Linked DNA regions of Sus scrofa: regions 1 and 3 are each linked to region 2. The links are chromatin contacts, called in public Hi-C maps. All regions are on one chromosome and are shown on one strand. The core of a region is the stretch at or near the end of the contact, and the rest is flanking DNA. Distances in the headings are between cores, read along the strand shown. Region 1 holds the start of WIZ (protein Wiz). Region 2 holds the start of EPHX3 (epoxide hydrolase 3). Region 3 holds the start of AKAP8L (A-kinase anchor protein 8-like).

What was found. A called contact is a pair of places that touch in the nucleus more often than the background predicts.
Region 1: a Hi-C map of liver shows a contact between it and region 2, with 2.2 times the contacts expected there. The contact joins the promoter of WIZ here to the promoter of EPHX3 in region 2. A contact is called at or near these places in 2 of 47 Hi-C or Micro-C datasets (heart right ventricle and liver) and 2 of 2 datasets of contacts at active chromatin or transcription factors (alveolar macrophages and skeletal muscle).
Region 3: a Hi-C map of liver shows a contact between it and region 2, with 4 times the contacts expected there. The contact joins the promoter of AKAP8L here to the promoter of EPHX3 in region 2. A contact is called at or near these places in 3 of 5 promoter capture datasets (fetal liver and liver), 3 of 47 Hi-C or Micro-C datasets (heart right ventricle, liver and skeletal muscle) and 2 of 2 datasets of contacts at active chromatin or transcription factors (alveolar macrophages and skeletal muscle).

The regions. Positions count from the first base shown.
Region 1 is chr2:62,153,763-62,156,644 of Sscrofa11.1, reverse strand. WIZ (protein Wiz) reads right to left here and starts at 1,250. Exons shown (of 9, transcript XM_021083626.1): 1 at 1,089-1,250. RASAL3 (RAS protein activator like-3) reads right to left here. Exons shown (of 18, transcript XM_021083615.1): 18 at 2,833-2,882.
Region 2 is chr2:62,347,098-62,350,081 of Sscrofa11.1, reverse strand. EPHX3 (epoxide hydrolase 3) reads right to left here and starts at 1,551. Exons shown (of 8, transcript XM_005652901.3): 1 at 1,000-1,551; 2 at 561-842; 3 at 275-360. The coding sequence starts at 803.
Region 3 is chr2:62,183,406-62,186,105 of Sscrofa11.1, reverse strand. It overlaps AKAP8L (A-kinase anchor protein 8-like), which reads right to left and starts at 1,371. Exons shown (of 24, transcript XM_005652898.3): 1 at 1,217-1,371. The coding sequence starts at 1,229.

The DNA.
Region 1 (2,882 bases), core at 1-2,500, 190 kb after region 2:
TTGTGCCTCCACTGCCTTGCACATGCATATCCTGCGTGCATGCTTCGGCTTGCATCCCGGCCACTTCCACACTCTGATCCTATACACTGTCTCAAGTCCCCCCATCATTACCCCTGCACTTTTCTTTTCTTACTTCAGTTGCCTGTATCAGTTACCCCTGCACTTTTCCCACAGTCCAGGCCCCCTCCCCACACGGAACCTTTGGGTTCTCCAGCATTAACCCCTTTACCCTCACGCAAGCCTCAAGTGACCCCAGCATTAACCCCTTCACTTCACCCCAACATTACCCTTCATGCATACTCAGCCTGGGTTCCTCCATCCCACCCTCCCAAGATCTCTCTAGTCCGCCGTCAAAAGGGAAGGATGGGGCTCCTGGTCCAGAAATGAGGACCCTGGGGAGGCTGTGGGGGTGGGGGCTTTCTTCTCCACCTATAAATACCTTCAAGGTAACGGCGGCAGAAAGTGAAGGGCAGGAATGAGGCGCCCTCCCCAGGGAGACGATGGGGAGGCCGATCCCAAGCAACCGGGGCGGGGCCGGGGCTCCAGGCCTGGCAGCAGGCGCTGCCCTCGGGGACCTGGGGGCTCCCTGGGGGCCTGTCCGTGGACTGGCCGTTGTGGTGGGGGTCCCTGCCCCGGCCCCAAGGAGGCACCTGCGGGTTCCCACCGGGTGGGCACTGCCCGCGGGGAACCGGCGGGACCGCAACTTCGGAGCACTTTGGCAGCGTGGGGAGGGGGGCTCCTTTCTGGACGCCCCCTCCCGGGGTAGCAGAGGTGGTGGCGGTGCCACGCCAGCGCACCCCTCGGGGCGCTAGGGTCCGGAAGATGCGCCCCCCCGCCCGTGCACCTCGGGGCGGGAGACCCCGCGGGACGCGCCGAGGTAGGAGGGGGACACCTGCCCCACGACCCCCCGCTCCTCCCCCCAACCTGTGCGGCCCCGCCCCCGACAAGGCCCCGCCCCTACAGGCCCCGCCCCCGCCCCCCGCCCCCCGCCCCGGGGGGTCCCGCCTGGCCCGGCCCGGCCCGGGCCTCCCCCTCCCCGCGCCGGCTCCGCCCCGCCCGCGGGCTCCCCAGGCCGGGCCGGGCCTCACCGGGGAGGCGGTGCCGCCGGCTGGGTGCCGGGGCTCGGAGCTCCCTTCTTTGGTGCGGCCGTCGCTGCCGCTACCGCCCTTGCAGCTCGCGGTGCCGGTGCCGCGGCCTCCGCAGCCGCCGCCGCCTCCACCGCTCGGGGGACATTGTCCCTTTAAATCGCTCCCCCCGCCGCCCCGCCCCCCCGGCGCGCCGCCGTGACCTCAGCGCGACAGCCCCGCCACGCCGCCATGATGGGGAGGTCCGGGACCCCCCCCTCCCCGCCCCCCCTCCGCGCCACCCCGGTTGGGGGGGGGGCAACCAGCAGGCGCGCCGCCATGTTGGGAGTGGCCAGGAGGGTCACCCTTAAAGGGCCCGCGCGACCTGAGAGTCCAGGGAGAGGCTGTTACCATGACAACACTCTTGTGCTCATGCCCTCAGTGGCTCTTCATCACCCTACTAGTTTTTCCAATGCTAGCCCAGTTAATAGAATCAGAAGAGTGGAGAGGGGATAGAGAAGTTCCCCCATGGGTCGTTTTTAGGTCATTGAGGACTCCACATGGTCAATAGCCTTCAGTCCTCTTCTCCCAGTTCCAACCACAAGTTCATTCTTTCCTTCCCCGCTATGCAGTACTTCTCTGCCCCTAGAGCTGCCTTAGGTCCCCAAACCTAAGCCCCCTTTTCTACCACCTCCCAGGATCATAATCTCCAGGCCTACCTCACAAAGCACACATAATAGGCTTTATGCTTCTACCCAAAACCCATCCACATGTCTAACTCATCCATCTCCCTACCTATTCATTCACACATTCAGTTGATCAACCACTCATCTACCCATCCAGTCAACTAACCACCTATCCATCCACCTATCCAAACACCCACTTAAAGTAACCATCCACCTACTCATTCATTCACTATCCAATTAAATACTTATCCATACAATCAAGCAAGCAAACACCCATCTCTACACACATACCTTCACCTAGTCACCAAAACACCCATCCATCAATTGCATGTTTGTTTGTCTCTTTCACCAGAGAGTTCCATGATGACAAGAGTCATTATAGTTCATCATTGTTTCCCTACTGCCCAGCTCAAGCCTTAAGAAACCTCAAAAAATGTACATACAATACATATAACTGCTTACTCAATTCAAATATTTATTTCCTATTATGATCCAGTCCTTTTCCAGGCAGGCATACCCATTCCAGCTAACTACCTACTCAGCTACTCACCTACAAGGGTGAACATCCAACAAATGCTAACCTATTAACCATCTACCTATTGTGCTGTCCACCCTATCTCTCACCCACTCACCCACACATGATTTAAATGCCCACTCATTTTCTAAGCAACCACCCACAGAGCTTAACCATCTTCATACATACCCAATCCTTCCTTTGTCTGCCTCCCAGACCCAAGTCCTCGCCACCATGAGGGAGCTGGTATGGAATTTGGAGCCCTAGAAAGATGCTCTCATCTGGAATCTGGGCTTCACTGAGAAGCAGATGGTGCCCTAACAATGACAAATACCTTTTATTGAGCACTTTAAACTATGGGTCTTTTACTGTGCAAGGAAAATAAATCCATTTTACAAATGAAGAAATTGAGTTTCTGAGAGAGTGAGGGCCTTAAGGTCACACAGCTGGTGAGAATCTCCTTCCATCACCCCCTCCCATGAGACCTCCAACTAGGGGAGACTTTGAGAGAGCTGAATGGTTGCTTTCTGACTGGCAATACTCAGGGGCAAATAAAAAAACACACACATTGATTTTTACTGGAATCAAGATTTTACTGGGCCACCTTTTAGTGCCAGA
Region 2 (2,984 bases), core at 302-2,801:
TGCTACAGCAGTGACCACTGCAGTGACAACGGCCAGGTCTTTAACACACTGCACCACAAGATACTTTGACCAGATATTTTGTCCCATCCCTTCAGGGCCTCCTGTCCCCATTTGTTTTCGTGTAGACCTCTTTCCCTGAGGGGCCTATCCGGGCCCTATACACTTTGTGCCCCCAGTCTACCTAGCCCTTATCCGCGCCTCCTGGCTGCCCTGGTGGTCCAAGCTCCACCTCCCCCAGCCCTGTGCATTCCAGGCCTTTGGGTCTCAGACATACCAGTTCTCCGGGAAGCCATGCAGAAACAGCATGAGGGGACCATTGCCGCGTCCAGCAGAGACATAGTGCAGGTGCACGCCTGAGCTCTGGGAAAGGGCACAGTATGCGACTTGGGAAACCCCTCTTCCCTAAGAAGTGTGGGAACACTTCACTTCCCACACCCCCCAGGCATGCGCAGATCCAGATTTGGATTCAACTATTTGCCACCCCGCACGGGTCTTAGACAGCCCCGCCTCCCTGGCTCCTTGACCCTCGAAACCCCGGTGGTGCCGCCCCACGCACTCACCTTGAGAGTCAGGAAGCAGTGCTCGCCCAGCGTGGGGTCGTTTAAGCAGGCGGGTGGGGTGCGCCGGGGTCGGCCGCAGCAGCCGCGTCGGGGCCGGCACAACACATGAGTGAGAGCGATGCAGCCGTAAACTGCTGCAGCCACTAGGGCCGCGGAGAACACGAGGCTCCACATGAAGGCGCGAAGCAGCTTCAGAGTGAGGCGCGATGGCGCCAGCAGGGCCGTCACCACCAGCTCGGGCATGTCACCGCGTTCCGGCACGACTGCGTGGCCGTCTAGGGTCTGGGCAAGGGGCACTGGCTGCAGCGGCAAGGCGGGATCTGGGCTGCGGAGCCCACCGCCTTTGGTCTGGGGTCCCTCCGTGCTGTCGGGGCTTGAGGAAAGCGCGGAGAGAAGAGGCTGGCAGCTCAGACCGAAACTGTCACCGCGCACTACTCACCTAAGTGCTAGGTAAACACCTGAGCGCGACGGTGATGGGGAACAAGGAGGCTCGAGGTGCAGGGGTGGAACTGCGAGGACCAGCCCTAGGGTGGTTGGGGTGGAGTCTTGGCGAGAAGGGAAGCTTGGGGCCAGGACTGTGGGCAGGATCAGAAATGCTTGGGCGGGGCTTAGGGGGGCGGGGTCTAGTAGGCCTCCCTGTTGGGTGTGTGGGTGGGGGTCAAAAGTCGAGAGGGAGAGATAGGGTCCTGCACAAACAAGAGACAGGGGGGCACCGTGGGTGAAATGGGCGGAGCCTGAGATAAAGGGGCGGGGCAGTGCAGGGTAGGTACCGCCTACCGGCTGGAAAGGTGAACTCAACTAGGCCTACCTAGGAGCGTTGCGAGGGCTTGGGGCGTGGCTAAGGAGGGTGCGGACGAAGGTGGAACCGAAAGAAGGCGGGGCCTAACGTTGGGCCGAGAAGGTCTGAGGCTGGGCCAGGATGGCTTGGGTGCGAGGGCTGGACCAATGAGCTGGGGATCGGCCTGCATACGGGCCAATGAGACGGAGGGGCGGGGTCGGAACCTAATATGGCGGGTCAGGCGGGTCCGGAAGCGGAAGGTGTGGGACAGACGGTGCCATGACTGGGGTTGGGAGGGTGGCGTGGGGTGTCGCCACGGCCAAAGCATGCCTTGGGAGACCCTGCCGTCGCCCTCTCTGGAGCTCCCCACCCGGAAACGCGCGACCCTCCCTCCTTGCAGCACCTTCTCCAAGCCCTGGTTCCAACGGTGGTTCAGCCGCCTCGACCCCACGATAGCCTCCAGTTGGTCCAGCGGACCCGTCGGCCCGCCCCTGCACAGATGTGATTGGACAGAGGCGGTCATTGACTTACCAATCTGCGGTTGTAGACGCCGGGGCTCCGCGGGTGGCGGCAGCAGGCGGGAGACTGACTTCTAAAGGATATATGCCTGAGCGCCGAAGAACAGGGATGGTTGTCATTGGGACTCTGGCCAAAGAGGTAGCTGAGTAGGGCCAGGCGAGAAGTCTGGCAGGATACCTTCTTCCTCCTGTTTTGCAAACTTCCCCCAACATCCCGAACATTTCAAGGTCATTCATCATTTAACCCTTACAACAACCATTAGTGTAGGTAGTATTATCACCTCCCTGTATTACGGTATAGATCACGAGCCTGAAATTCATTTGCCTAAAGCCTAATAGCTGGTTCAACAGCAATCAGAACTTGAGAAAAGCAGCAGTCTTGGGCTCCACCTTTCCTTCCCCCTGGAGGCAGCCATTGGAAAGATTTTAGCTTTTTTCTGGGGGTTGGTTACCTAGCTACCTCTAAATGTGCTTATGTGGCTACTTCCTGATTTACCTATTTGGGGCATTATCCATTGACTGTATCACTGTCACCACCACTGCACAAGCATTTTCCATGTTTAGTTTTCATATTTCTTTTAAACACTTCACCTATTTTTCATCACTTCCCATTTTCCCTGACACTTAGCACTGTTAGCCTTACCTTGGTATTGTCAAGACTGCTAAACATTATACTTGTCCTAGGACCATAATTAAGCCCATGGGTCCTTACTTAAAGGGAAATAGTGGTTTACGTGGTGCTGCCTCAGTAAACAATGCATTTCAGAGCTTAATAGGTGCCTGTGATTACACTGCTCATACTGCACAAGTGTTTGCCCTGCACACTTACCACTTACCTATTTTGCATGATTAGGCTGTATTGTGGCTTTGGCTTCATTTACATTTTCATCAAATCAATGGTCCAGCCACTTGATGATGCTGTATCCTGCCTGAGTACTCTAATCTGGCTGCAAGGTCTATGGGTGTGGAACTCCCTTCTTCCTCTGCTATAGAACACTGATTCCCACATTCCCCCTACACCCCCAGCTCTACCCTTAAAGAAAAAGACAGCAGTAGTCACAGGACAGTGATTTTATATTCAGTACAAATGTTTATTTTTGCAATGAGGACTGCACAACCCCCCCCAAA
Region 3 (2,700 bases), core at 122-2,621, 160 kb after region 2:
AAGAAAAGGCAAAAAGACAAAAAAAAAAAAAAAAGAAAGAAATTTGGTTTCTCGCCAAGCTCCTAACCTGGAAAAGGGAGGGCTGACAGTACATAAAGCAGCCTATAGAGAAGCCCCAGAGGCTCAGATTCCATTCCCAGTCCTAAACATTCCAAGTCGAATGCAGGTTACCTGGCAACCACACATGCTCAAGCCTGTAATAACCCCATTACCAAGGAAGCTTCTGGCTGAGAAGCCTCATCAGTTATTTCCAAGGCAAACCCAAGCATCTTCTGAGTTCACCCAGGGATGATTTGCAATCACCCAAACATATCCTATGGCACCCTCTCTAATTTCATCATCCACCCTCCCCTTTGCTCAAATCCCACTGATTTCCCTGACTGATCTTTTAACAAGCCAGGCAGTTCCTAACACTGGGTCTTTATGCTGAGGGCCCCCTGGGCCAGATACCTTAACTCACTCATTTCATTCGGGTCTCTGCTAAAATGTCACCTCTTCAGAGCTCTCCAACCACCCTATGTAACACATCAACCGTCTCAGAGTACTGAACACCCCAGAATATATACTATGTTTGCCGATTATGGCCTGCTCTCCTCTATAAAATACTTGAGGAATTCTTGTCACTATTCCAGAGTGTATTCGGCACCTGAGAGATGAATTTGACAGATACTGAATGAGTCAACACGGAAGCGTGCCATTCCTCACAAAGCTCCGGCTCGGCCCCTAAGGACCCAAGGTTCCCCACTCAGCCCAAACCCTTCAAATATTTATTTATTCATCTCCCCGGGGCAAAGACGGCAGCTGCGGCATCCGGCAGTGGAAACTACGCAAGGGAGAAGAGTATGGTAATGGTAACGGTAATAGCAGCTGAGTCCGCAGACTGACCTGAAGGCCTGAAGTCTGAGAAGGGGCAACCTGAGACGTCGAGGGCCCAAGAGGCCTGACCAGGAACCGAGGCCGAGGACCACAGATACAGATGACAGAAGACAAGACTTAGGGAGGCCAGGAGCCGAGACCCAAAGCTGCCAGGACAGAGAACCTGAGACGCCGAGACGAGAGGGGCGCGAAACTGAGGCGACGGGCCCACGGCGCCATTTTGTGACCGCAGAAAGAGTAGTGTCCAAGCCCCGGGGGAGTCGCGGACAAGCCTGGCCCGGCCCTGGCACACCCCTGTCCCACCCCACCCGGAGCCCGACCCCTACCCTGCCAGGCTCACCTGTGTAGCTCATGGCAGCAGCTAACACTACACTTGAAGACTACAGCAGGGGGTTCCACGCGTCCAAAGCCGCGATAGCGGCGACAATCCCCCAAGCCCCTTCTACACACAGCTTAGCCCCTCCTCCCGACCGCATTGGCTCACGCCGGACCCTAGCTTCACGCTTGTTGGATGACCTTGTTGTCGATCTCGGAGAGTCCCTATGCCCGTGGCTGAGGGCACTGTCAATCTCATGATCGCCCCGCCCTATTCCCGCCTCTCGTTATGCCGACACTACGGTTATTGGCTGAGAGAAGACGGCCGGGAGGTGGAATCCTGTAGAGTTCGAAGGGGAGGAGCTGTGCACTACGGAAAGACCTGAGGCCCAAGCGGGGCCGGGCGGGAGGTGGGCCTGTGTCCTGGAAGCCCGCCAGAGGGAGCCGGCTCAACAGCTCAGGGTGCTGCTCCAATCCCGGCTTTGCCTCGAGGCTATTATGCCAACCTAGACTATTTCTGACTTCTCTGGCCTTCATAACGAACACGGTAGAGCCATGTTGGAATGAAAACTATAACTAAGCGCCAAACAAGATACGGGGCACACGGTCAGACATATGAGATAAATGTAAATAATTCATTCCGAATTCCTGTTGTGGCTCAGCTGAAACAAACCCAACCTGGATCCATGAGGATGCAGGTTCCATCCCTGGCCTTGCTCAGTGTGATAACGATCTGGCGCTGCTGTGAGCTGTGGTGTAGGTTGCAGACGCGGGTGGGAAGTGGAGTTGCTGTGATTGTAGCTGTGGCATGGGCCACAGCTCCAATTTGACCCTTAGCTGGAGGAACCTCCATATGCCACAAGTGCGGCCCTAAAAAGCAGAAAAAAGAATTCAGTCAGAGTTCTCTTGTGGCTCTGTAGGTTAAGAATCCTGTTGTCACTGCAGAATCTCAGGTAGCTCCTGGGGCACAGTTGGACCTCCAGCCCAGGGATTTCTGCATGTGTGTGTGTTGGGGGGGGGTGCACCCAAAAAAGAAATTTTAAAAATTCAGCCCAGTGCCAGGTGTGCTGAAATGTTGCATTTGGTTATCTACCATTACATAACAAATATATTTATATAGCATGTTTATATTACATATATGCTATATATATTTGTATTATCATGTAAATGCTCCTTCTTATCTACAAGGAAACTCTTTTAAAAATCCCCACTTAAAAGATAAAATTGAGAAAAAAAAAAAAGATAAAATTGAGGCTTGGACTTCATCACTCATGATCCTTGACACAAGTGTTAAAGTGGGAACTTCCCCTCTAAACCTGTTTGTTTTGGACTTAGGAACCCCTGCAGTAGCCCAGCCAGGCTGTTCCCCAGCACCCACACTGGATGTGTGGGACCCACTTTCAGAGACATCTCATATCTTCTAGGAGATGACTTGACAGAGCTGTAGACACTGTAAACTGTACTTGTGTGTTTGTGCGAATTCAAACTGTATGACTTTTTTTTTTGGTT